2 separate regions of the Astyanax mexicanus genome follow, and region 2 is linked to region 1. A link is a contact called in public Hi-C data. All regions are on one chromosome and are shown on one strand. The core of a region is the stretch at or near the end of the contact, and the rest is flanking DNA. Distances in the headings are between cores, read along the strand shown. Region 1 overlaps dstyk (dual serine/threonine and tyrosine protein kinase). Region 2 holds the start of dstyk (dual serine/threonine and tyrosine protein kinase).

What was found. A called contact is a pair of places that touch in the nucleus more often than the background predicts.
Region 2: a contact with region 1 is called in a Hi-C map of muscle, with 15 times the contacts expected there. The contact joins the promoter of dstyk here to the enhancer-like site in region 1. A contact is called at or near these places in 2 of 3 Hi-C or Micro-C datasets (both in muscle).

What each region holds. Positions count from the first base shown.
Region 1 is chr24:31,762,245-31,766,599 of AstMex3_surface, reverse strand. dstyk (dual serine/threonine and tyrosine protein kinase) reads left to right here. Exons shown (of 14, transcript XM_022682514.2): 9 at 2,203-2,359; 10 at 2,444-2,576; 11 at 2,682-2,795; 12 at 3,788-3,902; 13 at 4,058-4,192. Among protein-coding and RNA genes, the nearest start is that of dstyk, 36 kb to the left of the region's middle. Within about 2 kb of position 2,334, the one cell type or tissue checked has an H3K27ac peak away from gene starts, as active enhancers do.
Region 2 is chr24:31,798,881-31,803,235 of AstMex3_surface, reverse strand. It overlaps dstyk (dual serine/threonine and tyrosine protein kinase), which reads left to right and starts at 2,491. Exons shown (of 14, transcript XM_022682514.2): 1 at 2,491-3,816. The coding sequence starts at 3,624. It overlaps nuak2 (NUAK family, SNF1-like kinase, 2), which reads right to left and starts at 333. Exons shown (of 7, transcript XM_007256702.3): 1 at 1-333. The coding sequence starts at 148.

The DNA of each region.
Region 1 (4,355 bases), core at 1,085-3,584:
ACAAAAACTCACACACACACACACACTCATACTCTCTCACTTTCTCACAAACCCTCTCTCTCTCTCCCACACTCACTCTCTCTCTCACTCTTACTAACTCGCTTAAACATTTGCACACTCACTCACGCATTCATTCTCTCCCTCTCTCACAAACACTCGCACTCTCTCTCACACACTCACTCACCCACACTATTTCTCACACACTCTTTCTCTCTTATGTACTTACTCATTCTCTCTCTCTCTCTCTCTTTCTGTCTCACTCATTCTTTTACACTCGCACGCACTCTCTCACATTTAAAAAAGCAGACAAAGAAAGCAGGGTGGATGTTGTCGAGGCCACGTTCCATCACATGTGTGAATATAGTGGTGTTGTGTTTGTCTATATAATGTATAGCTTCACATTATCTGCTAAGAGGCTTTACCACACACACACACACACACACACATATAACACATACATCCTGTTGCAGGGTATGAACACCATCTTGCATAACTGTTTGATTTCTCAGAGGTGAGGGCACACCTCTCTCTCTCTCTCTCTCGCCCGCCCACACACCTTAACCACTGCCTGCACATGTGTGTGTTGTTTTGTTCCGTGGCTGTTGTGCAGAGTGTGTGTGTGTGTGTGTGTGTGTGTGTGTGTGTGGTTAATCTCTGTACTGATTGGTTTCGGTTTGGTGGTGGTGTTGTAGCTCAGTCAGTCTGAGGTGTGAAGATTTTTTTGTTGTTTTTAAAGCGATAGTTTAACCCAACCCTCACTTCCTTTAAATTCACCCGGTCAGCAGAGTCACTGCAGCTCTGAGGCTTCTGTGGCTAACAAGTAATACAGGCCTATATGGTGCAAAGCATCACACACTCTTCTCAGACTGAGCCGAGGTGCCACATAATCACATAATCTCTATTAGACTCCAGTATGTGGTTTTTGACACTCTGATTGGCTGTTGTGTAAGCTTGGTATTGTTGTGAAATTCAACAGTGATGCACCAGAACTAAAAGCCAGAATAATTCATATAATTATTTATATAATTAATTTTAACTCACATTGTGCTCAGTGTAAAATACAGTACCACTTATCCAGACTATGAAGGAACACATAAGGAATCATGTAGTAACTTAAAATCAGTGTTAAACAAACCAAAAAATACTCTGTGAAGAAGTATTTACATGCTCTTATCTGGGGAGCTGTTTGTTGACTTGCAGTTTATGAGGCTGGTAACTCTGATACACATATCCTGTACAACAGAGGAAACTCTTCCTTTCCTGGGGTGGTCCTAATGACTGCAGTTTCATCATTATCTTAATGTTTGTTTTGGTCTTTTTTGCAGTGACTGCACTTGAGGATAAAACTTTAAAAGTTCTTGAAACTGATGTTTAGATTGACTTACCTCTATTTCTTCTTAGTCATTTTTTTCGTTACTTAGTTCTTGCATTTCATAATCTGGATTAGAACATTACTCAAATATTCACTATTCACTGTATACCTTTAACTCTAGCTCTTCACTACTTTACTTTAACTGATGCTCTCAAACACTTTATTAAGAGACAAGAAATTCAAGTAATTAACTCTTGACAATGCAATGCAAAAAATAGTATCATAGTATCATTCATTTTTGAGAGGATAAATTGTGCAGTAAATAATAATAATTGTATATAATTTTTTTTATTGTAAAGAAATTAGAGAGACAACATTACGAATTACACATTGCCGATTTCAGCAGTGTTTAATCCTTTAATCTGCTGTAATGGAAGGAGATGTAATGTTTGGAGTCTTGCCCTGCTGGCTTATTGGTGTTTTCCATTTCTGACTGGAAACTTATCGTCTCTTAAAGAAGAAACAGCACCACCCTGTGGATAAAGGCAAAAATGCACGTTTGGTCTAAGAGTCTTTAAACCAAATATGGATTAGGATCAGAAAATGTAAGAAAACCATATAAGATAAAAAGTAAAAATCTATTTCGATCTAGAAAACTAAGATTAAAGGAAGCATGGTTCCATATATTCCATGTATCTTACAGTAAACAGTGGCCAGTGTTATTGCACATGGGCAGACAGTAATAAAAACTATATATATATATATATATATATATATATATATATATATATATATATATATATATATATATATATATATATATATATATATAATCCATGCTAACAGGTTTACATTAAGATTGATTTATCCTTTGTTTGTTTATTTATCAGGTAAGCCGAAGCTGGGCCGGGAGCTGGGCCGGGGGCAGTATGGAGTGGTGTATTTATGTGATAAATGGGGAGAGCAAAACCCCTGCGCACTAAAATCAGTCGTCCCTCCCGACGATAAACACTGGAACGACTTGGCGCTGGAGTTCCACTACACACGGTAACACACACACACACACACACACAATCTGTTCTATATGATTGGTGAAGCTAAAGAAGTAATTTTTGTTTTGTTCTTATTCAGTTCTCTGCCGAAGCACGAGCGGCTGGTGAATCTTCACGGCTCTGTTATTGATCACACGTACGGGGGGGGCTCCAGTATAGCGGTGCTGCTGATTATGGAGAGACTGCACAGAGACCTGTACACAGGCCTGAAGGTACACACACACACACACACACACACACACACACTCTTAATATGCACAATAAACAAATAAATACATTTATTTTTTTTAAATCTCATTGTCTCCTTGTTTCTTTAGGCTGGTCTCTCTCTGAAGGAGCGTCTGCAGATCGCGCTGGACGTGGTGGAGGGGATTCGCTTCCTGCACGGTCAGGGGCTCCTGCACCGAGACATCAAACTAAAAAACGTCCTGGTGAGTCAAGAGTGTCAAATACAAGTCAAATAATATAGTTAAATATTTTATATATTAACAGAACATTTATTCTGACAGACTGTAATACACTACAGGAAGCATAGGGGGCACTCTATAATGCTCTATAATGCTCATATGATTCACACACTCATTCTGACGGACTGTAATACACTACAGGAAGCATAGGGGCGCTCTATAATGTTCAGATGATCTACATGGTTATTCTGACAGACTGTAATACACTACAGGAAGCATAGGGGGCGCTCTATAATGCTCTATAATGTTCATATGATCTACATGGTTATTCTGACAGACTGTAATACACTACAGGAAGCATAGGGGGCGCTCTATAATGCTCTATAATGTTCATATGATCCACATGGTTATTCTGACAGACTGTAATACACTACAGGAAGCATAGGTGGCGCTCTATAATGCTCTATAATGTTCATATGATCCACATGGTTATTCTGACAGACTGTAATACACTACAGGAATCATAGGGGGCGCTCTATAATGGTCTATAATGTTCATATGATCCACACTCTCATTCTGACAGATTGTAATACACTACAGGAAGCATAGGGGGCACTCTATAATGCTCTATAAGGTTCATATGATCCACAACACGCTCATTCTGACGGACTGTAATACACTACAGGAAGCATAGGGGGCGCTCTATAATGCTCTATAATGTTCATATGATCCACAACACGCTCATTCTGACGGACTGTAATACACTACAGGAAGCATAGGGGGCGCTCTATAATGCTCTATAATGTTCATATGATCCACATGGTTATTCTGACAGACTGTAATACACTACAGGAAACAGAGAGGGCACTGTATAGTCCTTTTATAATGTACATGCTTATTCTGACACTCTGTAATACACTCTAGGGGAGTGTTTAGTTTGATAGATCTTGTGGAAAAGCCTGAAAGACCCTGAAGGTTCCTCACTGTTGTAAATATGTTTTTTTTTTTTGTTTTAGCTGGATAAGCAGAACCGAGCGAAGATCACAGACCTGGGTTTCTGTAAACCTGAGGCCATGATGTCCGGCAGCATCGTAGGAACACCGATACACATGGCCCCAGAACTGTTTACAGGTAACACGCTTTATAACTCTACACCAGTAAGGGAGGGGTTTCTGATAAAGTGACCAATAAGTAGATACATGACATCAGAAATCATATTTTGAATTGGATCTGAGGTTGTTTGTTAATGTGTGTGTGTGTGTGTGTGTGGGTGTGTGTGTGTTTAGGAAAGTATGATAACTCGGTGGATGTGTACGCGTTTGGGATCCTGTTCTGGTATCTCTGTACTGGATCTGTTAAACTGCCTGAAGCTTTTGAGAAATGCTCCAGTAAAGACCAGCTGTGGACCAACGTTAAGAGAGGTATCTCTTTACATTACATTACATTTTCGGTATTTAGCAGACGCCCTTATCCAGAGCGACTTACAACAGTGCTTCAAAGTTACTTCAGATATCCAAAGCTAGTTTGTGGACTAGGATCAAGAGATACATAGAGCTTAATCACGTTTAGAACCCTAGGAACCTT
Region 2 (4,355 bases), core at 1,242-3,741, 36 kb before region 1:
TCAGGTTGTGTTTGTGATGGTGTCTCTTCACAGCTTGTCGTTTGGCCGGGGCTGGACTGGCACACTGCCCCCCAGCATGGAGACCCAAAGCTGCTGACTGGGCACCACTCTCCATGCCTACCTGAGCTCTACCCTCTAAAACTGGCATCTACTGCAACCTTCAATTAAACTTCTCCAAACATCTCAAACATCTCAATCAGTGAATTAAAGAAGGTCCGAGAATCAGCTGAAGACGATCTACTATCTCACCTGACTGAGAGACACACACTCACACAGGTAACACGCTCTCATACACACACACTCTCACACTCCGTCTGACTCTGAATTTAACCAGCCCTGGGCCAGAGAGAGCTGCCTCGTGAATATTTACGAGTGGGCGGGGCATCGTTGCAGAGTCAGGGTTGCCAGGTTTTGAGTTTTCGACGTTGATTACAAGCTGTGTCAAGCGATTAAAAATATTTATTAGAATAATTATAATCTTAATTGTGCTTCTACTTAAAATCAAGCTCTTAATAATATTAAGATAAGATTGGCAAAATTTAATTAAATTAGATTAAAACTTATATGCCCAGGGGTGTCCAGGCCTGCACGATTTTAAATATCGCGATAAACAATATTATTCTCATTTTAAGACATTTAAGATTATGCCACTGATATATTGATAATAAAACAATAAATAAGGAATTAATCATAGTTTGGGGAAGTTTTGGAAAAAAAAAACTTTTTATTCACCTACTGCAGAATTCCACACTGTGGAACATCAGTGAAAGTTTTCTTATATTCAGAATATATCATTATATATAATTCCATTTGAGACACTAAATCATAGAGTCTAGAATATAATCTCTATTTCAAAATACTAAGTCAAATTTTTCACTTTTCAAAATGTACATTATTTGCGATACTAAGTCAAAAGACAGTGGAATGTTTTGTTTTTATATTCAGAATTACAGTTTTTGAAAAAGAAAATCCATATAAGATATTGATTTTTAGAACATTTTTTTTTTTGAAATACTAAATCAAGTAATTTGCTAACTTAATTTTTTTGATAGTAGGTGAGAAAGATGTGAGAGAAATGTATACATATATGAGATGCTAAGTCAAAATGTCTAAAAAATATAAAATATTTATCTAGGATATACATTTAAAATTCCAGAAATTGTATTATTCATTGACATAAAATGTAGATAAAATGATTAATGAGATTTCATTCCAAGAACTTTGAAACATTTGTATGTTTCGTAAATACCAGCAAAAACGTTATGATGAAACTGGCTCTGATTAGAACTACCCCAAACTCAAAATACCTCAAAATACCTCATTATATAATTATTATATAGGTTTATCATTAATATGAATAAAATAATTATATTACTGTTTTTATTGTACGTATATATTATTATTATATATGGTGGATTAAATTATGTTTAAGTTTGAATTTAAATATTATAGAGAACTAAACGTTCATTAAACGTTAATCTTTGGGTTGCAGTTTACAGTAGTCGCCGCTAGATGGAGACAGATGACCTGTAAAGAGCTCCGCGCGTCACCGCGTGTGGAATCTGATCAATTTCAGATGTTCCGCCCTGAGAGCAAAACAGGATACCGATCCAGGTGAAAACACGAGAATGTTCTCCAAACTAAAACACACCGTGTTCTTTTACTGTTAAAAAAACGAGAAAAAGATACTCTGTTGAAGTTTTCCATTTTCACTGCTTTTCACACTAAACTAACAAAAAGAGGTTAGAAAAGAATTGTGTTAAAAACACAGAATCAGAGTGCAGTAATTATCAGCACTTCAAAAATAGGAATGATGACTATAAATAGTAACATTTTTATTCATTACATTTACATTTACGGCATTTGGCTAATGCACTTATCTTGAGTGACTTACAAGGTTATTCCTGTTACAGAGGTGGGTCAATGTAATGTTAGGAATATTGCCCAAGGACTCTTATGTGTGTAGCATAGTCTCTCACATGGTAGTTTACTGGCAGGTGGTGGTGTTATCCACTGCACCACATCAAAACTTTCTGGGATAAAAAAGAAATTATATCTACAAATCCTTATTATTAATCCTAGTTATTTATACTGAATATATATTTAATAAATGTAAAACTTCTCATATTTATTTTTTCATTTATTTATTTATTATTATTATTTTTTTAATATCATTTTATTTATACCAAATATGTTTACATACATTTAGAACTACTTTATATATACTTTTTCATTTATATTATTTTATATATATATTTTTTTATATATATAATTCTTTTTATACTGAATATACTTAAATCAATTTAAAACTACATCATATTTAGAAAGTTTTGTTTTTCACTATTTAAAGACATAATTTAAATATTAGGAAATCTCTCCTCTCCGCTGGTTTAATCTGTGAATTCCCCTCCGAGGATTTTACTCTGGTTTTGTTTTCGTCACCGTGTGTGTGTTTTGCTGCGGGACTACATTTCCCATGCTGCACCGCGCAGGCCCAGCCTTCAAAACATCGCCAGTGGCAGCAGCGCGGCGGCTGGGCAGCACTTCTCCGCCTCCCTGATTTTAGGGTTTGCAGTGATTAGGACAGCATGTCCCGCTGTATTTAGGCCCGGTCCGGGTCCGCTTACACTCCAGCTCCTTCCGGCGGGGTCCAGAGCGGCGGCTGAACCCGCAAACTCCGCGCCGCGGGAGGAGGAAAGTTGCCCGGCTTGGAAAAAGCTGCATCCCGGGAGCTCGCGGACTGTGCTCGGACTAACCTCCAGCGGATGGGCGGCTCGCCGGCTAAAACTGTCCGCTTCTTTTTCTGCTTTTTTGGGGGGTTGATGAGCTCGGACCCGCTGCGGGAGCTCGAATTATCCTGTATATTAGTTTATTAGACGGTTCTGCTGAGAGCTGGAGTGCTGTCTCACTTCTTGTTGTTTTGGTTGTTGCAGGAACTTTGGCTAAAGCTAGCTTAGCTTTGCCTGCAAAGTTTCTGGAATTTGTAGTTTTTGCGTTTCCAGGCTTTGAGGCTTTGGGGCATTGGTTGTATATAGAGTGTATGTGTATATTTTTCTGGGATTGTTTCTAGCCTCCTTTTTTTTTTTTTTTTTTTTTAACCAGCCTCTCCCTCTCTTTCGCTTATGCCAAAAATACCTTTGTCAAGTCAAGTGATCCTCTAATCCGGGCCTGCTCTGCTTTTTTCCTTTGCTTTTCCCTGATATGCACTGGAAACAAAGCTAGCTAAATCCAGGCTGCAGATTCTTACTTAAAAATCTTACTTTAAAATATTTAAAATAACTTTACATTTGGATTTCTGGACATTTGCAAGAGTTTGCAAATGCAAAATCACCTCCATCACCAGCAGTTAAAGCTAGTTTGAGTGTAAATGTGATGGAGAAGTAGGCCAGCCTGCTTTGGGAAAGCTTCTCTCCTGACTTTGGTGCTTAATTTAGTTCTTTACAAAATTATGGAGGTTCTAATATAGAACATTGGCAACAACTCACAATTCACACTACATATATACACACACATATATCTATACAGTCAGTCAGTCAGACTGTGGGTGTGTATGGTCCAGTAAAGCTAGAGCTGTATTAATGTCCTGTATGTTTATGTGATCCATTCATTCACTGTCCAAAAACATGGAGCCCAGTGGTCCTCAGAGATCTTCTCCTCTGGCCCGCGAGCTCACACGGGTCTTCGCCAACTATAATAAGCATGCAACCCAGCTGAGGAGGAACCTGAAGGAGACTGAAGCTTTCTTCAGAGAGATGAGACACAACTACAGCAATGCACGAGCTTCAGCATCATCCCCCACTGCAGCACTGGAAGCAGGTGAGAAAACAACTCACCCTATACTCACCCTACACTCACCCTACACTCACCCTATACTCACCCTACACTCACCCTATACTCACCCTATACTCACCCTATACTCACCCTATACTCACCCCATACTCACCCCATACTCACCCCATACTCACCCCATACTCACCCCATACTCACCCCATACTCACCCCATACTCACCCCATAGAACAAACTCCCATCTGCCTTTAAAGTAGGGCTGCACTGATGATTATTCAACATGATATGTCGATATTGCATCATATAGGTATTGTGATACATAGCTATTAACATATATCGTATTGTTTTTGTTTGCATTACATTATAGGGGTGGGCCATATTGTATCATACGCAATAATATCGCCAGCATTTTTGAACATCGTGAACGATATTATATTGTGCAATATCACCCACCCCTAATTATCACATCAGGGTACTACTGTTTTTTTTTTTTTTTACCGTTTTTAGCAAAACAAAAATTCACACTGTTCTGATTTCACATTATAAATCTACTAGAGACTAAAGATTA